3 separate regions of the Sus scrofa genome follow, and all the other regions are linked to region 3. Evidence: chromatin contacts called from public Hi-C and HiChIP or PLAC-seq data. All regions are on one chromosome and are shown on one strand. The core of a region is the stretch at or near the end of the contact, and the rest is flanking DNA. Distances in the headings are between cores, read along the strand shown.

Region 1 (3,283 bases), core at 15-2,514, 390 kb before region 3:
TTCTGTGGCCCCGGGCAAGCCACATGTCCTCTTGAAGCCTCAAGCTTCCCGTCTGTAAAACACCCTCCGCGCTGTGGGGAGAAGTCAGACAAGATGCATCACTCACAGCTCTGTGCCCGGCTGGCAATGAGAGCTCAGGGAACGCTCAAACTCTCCCAGCTGAACACAGCACATGTCAGGGCCCCACCAGCGGCCCAAGGCCACGTGAAGGCTTTTCTGGACCTCAGACTCGAATCCTCGTCTTGCCTGTGTTCTTGCGTCTATGCTCAGGCCACACTGCTCATCCTAATAGAACGTAAGCCGCAGGTTAAATGCCACATTTCAGCTTCGCTGGCTGCCTTTCACTACAGCCCGTACACCAGCCTCTGCTACCTCTCTTTGCCCGGCACACTCTCTCCTAGTCACCCTCAGGGTCTCCTCTTAAATAGCACCCTTCAGAGAGGCCTTTCCCAAACCTAGTTTAAACGGGTGCTGGCACAAAGCGAACAGAAGCTGTGTTCACGGAATTGAAGAGCACAGCGAAGTCAGTTTCCAAAGGTTGACTCTATTGAGGCTCTCTGCTCACCAGCATCCACAGACTCAAATTTATGAGTCTGGCCTGGCCAAGGACTGTGTCCTGCCCTCAAAACCTTTAGCGTCTCTGAAACTGAAGTCAAGGTACGTGTGTATGTGGACGCGCTGTGCCAGCGGTCAGGGCATAACCCCCCCAAAGTGGCACCTCGGCCTACTGATCTTAAGGCGCAGAAATTGAGAAGACAGAAGAGCAACAGGGTCACTCCTGCGTCTCCCACTTTCACTCATCTCCCCGGTGAAACGTCCCCTCTCTGCACCAGGCGGGAGACTTTCTCATCGCCAGAGGCAGCGCGTTCAGGGCCCAGGAGCAAACCTCAACCCGGCTTCGCCATTTACTCCCCACGGCCCACCCCTGCGCCTGGTCAGTCTTTCAAGAGCTCATTGCTTCTTTCTCTAAAAGGAATAAAGCTGCCCACTCTGGTCGCTGCGGGTCTCTTCTCCGGCGATGAGTCCCGTGTCCGGCAGAAATTCAGTGAAATGTATACACGAGCTTTTCTCCTGCAGATCGAGGTTTGCCAGTGTAACCTTCGGGCCCCGGAGGGGAGCGACCGTGCTCCGCGCTCGACTGCGGGGAAAGCCCCCTTAAGCTCGGCCTCCGCTCCTCCAGCGCCCCTCATCCCCAGCGGGACCTCCGGCCACTAGGGGGCGGTGTCCCGGAAGCCCCTGACCGCCGCCATGACGACGGCGTCCGGCGCCTGCGCGCGGCGCTCCGGAAGTGACTCTACCGGAAGAGCGCTGAGGGTCGTGCCATGGCCCGAAAGGCGGCGCGGGGGCCGCAGGAGGAGACGTTGTCACTCTGGAAACGGTAATGGGGCTGGGGAGTGCGCAGGGTTAGGGACTGGAGCGATGCGGTTCCTCGCGGGCCTCTGACCTCGTAACCCCGGCTTTGGGGCCGCGGGGGGCCTGGGCCCGCCTCCGGTGTGCGGCCGAAAGGTGCCTTCGGGAGCCGTAGCTTCCGGCGCCGCATCTGGGGTCCCGGAGGAGGGAGCGGCTGAGAGCGGGAGGACCCCTGACCCCCGGGCGTGGCCGTTCCGCGGGGCCCGGGGAGCTGGGCCTGGCGGCCTGTTCGACCTGTGTCTGCCCTGCCCTCAGGGAGCAAGCCCGGCTGAAGGCTCTTGTCGTGGACCGGGACACAGAGCGTGGCAGCGAGACCCCGCCTTCTCGGGCCTGCAGAGGGTCGGGGGCGTGGACGTGTCCTTTGTGAAGGACGACAGTGTCAGCGCTTGCGCCTCGCTGGTGGTGCTCAACTACCCTGAACTCGAGGTAACCCCTGGGGGGGACACTGGCCTGCGTCCGCACCGCTCGGGCCCGGGTGCATTAGTGAGAGAGGCGGAGGTCCGGCCAGGGAACTGTGCCAGGGCGGAACCCTGCTTCTTCTTTTGTGGGAGCTGCTTAATAAGCTGGAAAGACTTGTAGAAAAGGGGAGAGGGCAAAAGTTGAATAGAGTCTGTGGCTTAAGTCCGTATTAACTCGCGATCTCCAGGTTTGGCCATCATCTAGGGCTCCTCATCTCAGGTAGCCACGGTAACACACCCCAAGTTACCCAAGCTAGAAATCTCTGTCTTCCCAGACTCCTCCCGCAGGTCACACCGCAACTCCATTTTTTCCACTCCTTTACTGTCACGGCTGTCCCCTTGTCTCTTTCCTTGCTGCCCCTTCCCTGGCTGGGACATGGTCATGTCTCCTGTAGGCGACAGACAGCATCTTCGCTGGGTCTCTTCTCTATGCTGTCCGCAGAGCAGTTTCCCTAAAAAACAGCTATGAGCAGGTCGCCACCTAGTCCACTTGAAAGACACAGGTGTCCATCCTGGGATCTCATGGTCAACAAGAGTAACACTCAGTGACAAGGTGTAACGGCCCTTCCTGCTACGCCGCTTGCTTAGTGTGACTCACTGCAGGCTCCGCTCTCGCTGCCGCCTGCTCCTCACCCTCTCCGGAGGACCTCGGCTTCCTCAGACGTGCTGTGCTGTATCTGCCCGCCTGACCTTGGCCGTGGTGTTTCCTCCTCTGGCTCACTCTGCATCTCTCAGGTCCTCCCGTGATCCCCCCCTCATCCTGCAGGACCAGGAGTTGCTCCCTTTTTCTCACACTGGGATGGAATTGGCCTGTCTGCCTCCCCTCCACTGCCAGATGGTAAACCCACAGTGGTAGGAACCATGCTGCCTTGCCCAGCGGTTGTAGCCTCAGCACCTAGCTCAGTGCCTGGCGCATGGAAGACGCTCAAATAGACCGTGAGTGAGTGAGCAGTGTATCCACGACTCCTGTGGAGTCAGCAGCTCAGGAAGCCTTGGCTGCAGAAGAGCTCAAGGAGGACATCTCTGCTCTGCAGCTTCGTCTGTCTGCTCCTCTGCCGTCTCCCAAAGCTGCCGTCGTCCTGCCTCAGCCTCTTTGCACTTTACTCAGAAGACGCTAATCAGAATAAAGCAGAAACGTATTTACACGCAACTCGGAGCTTGACAGGAGTAAACGAGGTTATGGGTAGAAGCAGCGTAATGGGCCTGGGGGAAGTCCGCAAAAAAGCGAGCGTTAGCCGCGGTTAATCCTGAGGGCTTCTCCCCGTCCACGACCCAGACCACCTGTTCCCATCGCTCTGCCCGACTCTGCTGCCGTACTGACCACCCCCGCCCTGCCCTGGGCCTCTTTCCTAGGCGGGTGTCGCAGTACTTGTCGCTGTACTGAAGTTGTCCATTTAGGACATGCCTGCAGCTCT
Region 2 (2,991 bases), core at 396-2,895, 290 kb before region 3:
TTATGAACACAGGTCAGAGCAAGGAAAGGAAGATGTTAACCTCCATCTGTGTTTTGGTCAGTTTGCCCTGAGTTTTAATGGGAGAATTGGGCTTTTTGCGCTGTAATAACTGAATGCATATTTAGAATGCTAAACGAGAAAAGCCAAGCATTTCTGTGAAACGTCTGCTGTATGCTAGGTGAGAATAATCTGGGATTGCACTATTTACTCGGATGTTGAAAGGAACACAAATGCCATCAGGATTTTTTTTTTTTGGCCATGCCCGTGGCATGAGGAAGTTCCTGGGCCGGGGGTTGAACCTCAGCCCCAGCAGGGACAACACCAAGTCTTTAACTGCTGGGCCACCCGAGAACTCCTGCCATCAGTATTTTGAGATGGACTGCCATAGGGTGTCAAAGCCCTAGGAAACCACACTGAAAAAAAAGAGTATCTTCTAGAGCCCAGCCTGAAGTTTTAGATGAGTAAAGCTCATGGGGCTGCTAGATTTCACTCTAGCGAGAGACCCATCACTGCTGGCATTGTATTGGGTGCTCACTGCATACTAGATGCTTACATAGGTTAATTTATCCTTTAGGGTGGGTTTCTTTTGTTTTTGTTGTTATTTGTTTTTTGAGGGCCACACTTGTGGTATATAGGAGTTCCCAGGCTGGTAGTCGAATAAGAGCTGCAGCTGCCGGCCTATGCCACAGCCAAAGCCACAGCAACGGCACCTCAGGACCTGAGCCCCATCGGTGACCTACACCACAGCTCACGGCAATGCCGGATCCTTAACCCACTGAGCGAGGCCAGGGATCCGACCCATATCCTCATGAATACTGGTTGGGTTCTTAACCCGCTGAGCCACAAGGGGAACTCCTAAGATGGGTATTCTTAACCCAGTTTTACAGCTGAGGAAGCTGAGACTGAGTCGTTAACGGACTGACCAAGGTCACGGAGATGGAGAGATGCAGCCGAGATGCAGCTTCAGGTGGTCTGACCTCAGGGTGAAACGAAGAGGGGAGTTGAGTTTCTCAGGCCCTTACCAGCTTTATGCACCGGTTGCACATGTGTCTCCCTATATACTACGTTTACTGAAGGCAGCCTGCATGCTGCTTGGGACACAGTTCTCCACACATGGTGAATAGACAGTGTTTACCAAATAGAACAATAAAGTAACACAGGAGGGCTGCCATGCATAGAAATCTGTAGCTTTTGGAGTTCCTGTCGTGGCTCAGTGGTTAACGAATCCGACTAGGAACCATGAGGTTGCGGGTTCGATCCCTGGCCTTGCTCAGTGGGTTAAGGATCCAGTGTTGCCGTGAGCTGTGGTGTAGGTTGCAGACACAGCTCGGATCCCACGTTGCTGTGGCTGTGGTGTAGGCCAGTGGCCACAGCTCTGATTCGACCCCTAGCCTGGGAACCTGCATATGCCGCGGGTTCGGCCCTGGAAAAGACAAAAAAGAAAAGAAAAATCTGTAGCTTTTAGTTGTTTGCACATGAAACTATATCAAGGAATAAACCACTCAGAAAATACATTTTTTTTCACTTAGTGTCCCCTGAAAAAAATAAAATCTGATCGCTACTGTGGCGGATACTACAACTCCCCACCCCAAACACGATCTTCTTTTGTAATATTATCAAAAGCCTTGCAGCTTTTTCACAATCTGGAAGAAACAAGGGGTCGATTCCTTTAATTTCAGAAGCATGTAGGTCCATTTGTAATAATAAAAAGCTTTTTTTCCAAAATTAATTAACAGAGTTTCATTTATAGGACTGACTTCGATATGACGCATCTCTTGAACGAATGGCAATAAACTCTGGCAAACTGAATCGTGGTAACCATAGTAACGGGGGGGGAACCCTCTCGCAGTTTCCTGGGACGCACGGGCCGGAACGCTCTGAGGACATTTGGCCTGTTAGGCACGCCGTAGTCGCGCTGCATGCTGGGCCTCGGCAATATGGCGTCCTCCTTGATGTGCTGATGAGCGGAGTTTCACTGTAGCTTCAAACCAGAGGGCAAAAGTCCCGAGACCCAATAAGCCCACATTACGCATTTTTCTCCACGGCTCCGTGTCGCCCGTTTCTAAGGACTCGTTCTCAGGGAGGAGAGGGCCACGGGGCCGGAGGCCAGGACCAGCCAGGCCGCGCGGACTCGGGGCTGAGGAGCCGGCTGCGGGCGAGCACGATGGGCCGGTCCTGGCTCTGGTTGCAGCAGCTCCGGCGAGTGCGGGACCCGCAAGGCTGAGAGTGGCTGCAGGAGACCCGAAGCTCTCTGAACCTCTTCCCCTCGGCCGGAGACCTCAGCCCGGTCGGCGACCCGGCACCAAGAGCGGGCGGCCTGCCTGTCCTCGGATCGGCTGAGGCGTTGGAGGCCGAGGGCAGGGTCATCGTGAGGCCTGGAGTCTCGCACGCCTTTGACAGCTCCGCTCGCAGCCCCCCGGGAACCGACAGCCGCGGAAGCAGCCGGTGGCTTGGGATCTGGGCCGCCTGTGTCTGTGCGGAGCTCCTTGGGTTCCCTCATTTCCCACCGCTCTTCCCACGCCTCCGACTTCCCGCGCAGAGTTAGAGAAGGATCGCAGACTTTTTGCCTGAGTGAGGGTCTCCGCACACTCACTATCCGTTTCATTTTCTACTCCTCCCTCTTCTGTGTATTCGTTCGCCAATTCTGGTACACACTGGTTTTCAAGGCTGGAGGTTCTCGAGCGCTTGCTGCCCAGGACTCCCCCACCCCCTCCCCCAGTGATGGAGTCCGAGATGCTGCAGTCGCCCCTCCTGGGACTCGGGGAGGACGATGAGGCCGACCTTACAGACTGGAACCTGCCTTTGGCTTTTATGAAAAAGAGGCACTGTGAGAAAATTGAAGGCTCCAAGTCCTTAGCTCAGAGCTGGAGAATGAAGGATCGGGTAAGTGGATCGCGCCTGCGCCCCTTGGACCTTGGTAGTTTTTTTCAGGGAAGTTAGTTTAGAGCCAGAGGAGTGTCCTTGGGAAAGCGGCGGTATTTTTTCCCAGCT
Region 3 (2,933 bases), core at 303-2,802:
ATTGCTGGCCTCTGGACGGGAACCAGCAGCAGCTCGGACCCGCGCCTGTACGTGTGCAGCGAGACACGGCAAGGAGTTTCATCGGCCGTGAATCACAGGCAGCTGCTGAGGTGCAGTGGATGACCAGAGACTGGAAAGAAACGGCACTGGAAGACGGGTCACGAGGACACCTGGGGCAGCGACGTGGGGGGCAGAGATCTGGGTCCCCGGGAAGGCGGCTTGAGCCTCCTCTGTCCAGGAGGCGCTCAGTAGTTCGGGTGGACGCAGTGCACACTCTGGACGCCAGTGCTCGGTCAGTGGACAGAGTGGCTTTGGGGAACTCGGCAGCACAGACGTCCCCTCACTGAGGCTCCCCTGGCCACCACTGCCGAGGGCCCCAGACAGCACCATTCTCTGGGGGCCAGCCAGCCCCGCCGACAGCAGGTTGACTAATGAGGACCCTTCCCTCGTGGGGCAGTGACTTGCTCTCATCCTGGGTACAGATTTGCCCCCCTCGCCCAGGGCACTCCTGCCAGCGGCACCATTTGGACTTAAAGATCCATCATGGGGGAGTTCCCGTCGTGGCGCAATGGTTAACGAATCCGACTAGGAACCATAGGGTTGCGGGTTCGATCCCTGCCCTTGCTCAGTGGGTTAACGATCCGGCGTTGCCGTGAGCTGTGGTGTAGGTCGCAGACGCGGCTCGGATCCCGCGTTGCTGTGGCTCTGGCATAGGCTTGGCAGCTACAGCTCCGATTCGACCCCTAGCCTGGGAACCTCCACATGCCACGGGAGCGGCCCAAGAAATGGCAAAAAGACAAAAAAAAAAAAAAAAGAGAGAGATCCATCATGGGGCCCGGGGGACACTGCTTCTGAACGAATTCCTTTCACAGAAAGGGCTGAGCGCTGGGCACGCGCCATGGGCCTGCCTTACTACTTCCCCACTGCCCAGGAGCTGCTGGGCTGCTAGAAAGGTGACCAAGCCCAGGCAGACTGGCTGCTGGGGTGACCGAACAGGGCTGGGTGCCACCTTACGAGCCCCCCAGACAGGAACACGGTGGAAGCCTAGTCTGCAGGTGTGCGGGGCGTCCCGCCCTGTATCCCCGATGCCCCGCGGGGGGTTCCCGCCACGAAACCAGAAGCTGGGCTCCTCCGAGTCTGCCCACGGGCCGGGGGCGCAGAGCGAGGTGGGGAAGGCGGGGCGTGCGTCCCCCTTCCGGGTGTCCCGAGGGCGGTTCGGCGGACACTCTGACCCCCTGGGACGTAACATCACTAAAGGCAGCGTTTTGAGGGCACAGCCAGCAGGGCAGCGACTCGCGCGCAAGGTTTCTGACCGCCCAGGGCGCGCAGTCACAGTGCAAGGGTCCCCCGGAGCGGCAGCGGGAACGTTCAGTCTTGAAGACCACGCAGGCGCGGCTCTCCGGGAACGCCGCGAACCGCGCCCCCGGGGCCGCGCGGCCGCGCCCCGCCACGCCTCCAGGCGGGGCCCCTCCGCGGGCGGTCGCGACCCGCGCTCTGCGGCGCCGGGCCCCGGGCGGCCGCCGTAGTGGGCGGGGCCGGGCCGCGGTGGGCGGGGCCGGGCTACGGTGGCCGCGCGGCGTGGGCTCGGCCGGCGGCGGGGCCGGGGTGCGAGCCGGGCCGCCATGGGCAACCTGTTCGGCCGCAAGAAGCAGAGCCGGGTCACCGAGCAGGACAAGGCCATCCTGGTGAGACGCCGGGCCCCGCGGGCGTGTGGGCGCGGGCCGGGCACCCCCGGGCCCGGGCGGGGAAACCGGAGCGGGGCGGCTGCCGCTGCGATCCTCGCCTCGGGCTCCGTGCCCGCCGGCCGCCCGGCCCCGGGCAGGGCCCGGCGCCCGGGCGGGTTTCCGAGCCCGGCTGGGGCAGTGGGCTTCCGGTGGGGAGCGTGTCCGGGCCGGGTTCCCCCCGAGTCGGAGCGAACCCGGTCGTCCAGGTGTGGGCGATCCAGGTGCGGTAATTGAACTGCGCCTCCCGTTTCCGGAGGCGGTGCCCGCGTCTCGCTGTTTGTGGTCGTACCTTGTCCTTGGACGAGTCCACGCGTGCGGGTGTGGTTTCCTAAGCTCCCGCACCACGGGAGTCGACCCCGACCCGCTTCCCAGTCCCGGCCCGGCCCCGCCGTGCTTCACCGTCGCCCGCTTGCGTGGCCGGCCCAGGTGGGAGGCCCTGGCGCTGGCTGGGCAGTAGGGCCTTATCGCTGCTCTCAGAACTGGGGATCTAAGCAGGGGAGGCTCTGATTGCGCAACTTTCTCCCACATGCTTCCAGTCTGCCTTGGCCCTTGCTCTGACCTGCAACCTGTGCAGTCCCCGAGCTTCTGGGGCCACGCCAGCCCCCCCTAAGCTGTAGGTGGTGGTGGTGTACCTGCCTGTAGAGTCAGGTGTCTCTTGCAATGGAGCGCTGATGTGAAAGTTAGTTTCGGTGGAAAGAATCGTGTGTGTGGAGTTCCCGTCGAGGCGCAGTGGAAACGAATCCGAGCAGGAACCATGAGGTTGCCGGCTCCATCCCTGGCCTCGCTCAGTGGGTTAAGGATCCCATGTTGCTGTGAGCTGTGGTGTAGGTCGAAGATGTGGCTCGGATCTGGCGTTGCTGTGGCCGTGGGGTAGGCTAGTGATCCCCAGGATGGGAACTTACATATGCTGCGAGTTAGGCCCTAAAAAGACAAAAAAAAAGAAAAGGAAAAGGTAGTTTTTGTACCAAGAAAGTAATGCAAGTGGCAGATGGGTTTCGTTTTGTTTTACTGTGGCTTCTGTAAGCTGTAAGTTTTTAACTACAGTTCCCTGCGGAAGAAGAGGCGGCAGGCGTGTCCGTCGTCGCTGGAGAAGATCAGGGCCTGGAGCACCTGCCGTGGGCCTCACCCCCAGGGGCTCTGCTCCACCCTGGGCTTCTGGCTCTTCTCTCTCCGAGGGCTCATCTTGGGGTTTCTCTCCAAGGAGACCTT

What was found. Hi-C and Micro-C count contacts between places; a contact is called where the count stands out from the background. HiChIP or PLAC-seq counts read pairs in DNA pulled down with a chosen protein or histone mark.
Region 1: a contact with region 3 is called in a Hi-C map of omental adipose tissue, with 2.9 times the contacts expected there. The contact joins the enhancer-like site here to the promoter of CHMP6 in region 3. A contact is called at or near these places in 1 of 5 promoter capture datasets (fetal liver), 17 of 47 Hi-C or Micro-C datasets (alveolar macrophages, embryonic fibroblasts, epiblast stem cells and 9 more) and 2 of 2 datasets of contacts at active chromatin or transcription factors (alveolar macrophages and skeletal muscle).
Region 2: an H3K27ac HiChIP or PLAC-seq map of skeletal muscle shows a contact between it and region 3, with 4 times the contacts expected there. The contact joins the promoter of RPTOR here to the promoter of CHMP6 in region 3. A contact is called at or near these places in 1 of 5 promoter capture datasets (liver), 2 of 47 Hi-C or Micro-C datasets (heart right ventricle and liver) and 1 of 2 datasets of contacts at active chromatin or transcription factors (skeletal muscle).

What each region holds. Positions count from the first base shown.
Region 1 is chr12:2,087,747-2,091,029 of Sscrofa11.1, reverse strand. No RefSeq gene overlaps it. Among named protein-coding and RNA genes, the nearest start is that of NPTX1, 53 kb to the right of the region's middle. Within about 2 kb of position 1,264, at least 50 of the 83 cell types and tissues checked have an H3K27ac peak or open chromatin away from gene starts, as enhancers often do. A contact at or near this core is called in alveolar macrophages, embryonic fibroblasts, epiblast stem cells and 8 more, where this site is marked.
Region 2 is chr12:1,990,498-1,993,488 of Sscrofa11.1, reverse strand. It overlaps RPTOR (regulatory-associated protein of mTOR), which reads left to right and starts at 1,645. Exons shown (of 34, transcript XM_021066495.1): 1 at 1,645-2,883. The coding sequence starts at 2,722.
Region 3 is chr12:1,696,966-1,699,898 of Sscrofa11.1, reverse strand. It overlaps CHMP6 (charged multivesicular body protein 6), which reads left to right and starts at 1,552. Exons shown (of 8, transcript XM_021066499.1): 1 at 1,552-1,685. The coding sequence starts at 1,623.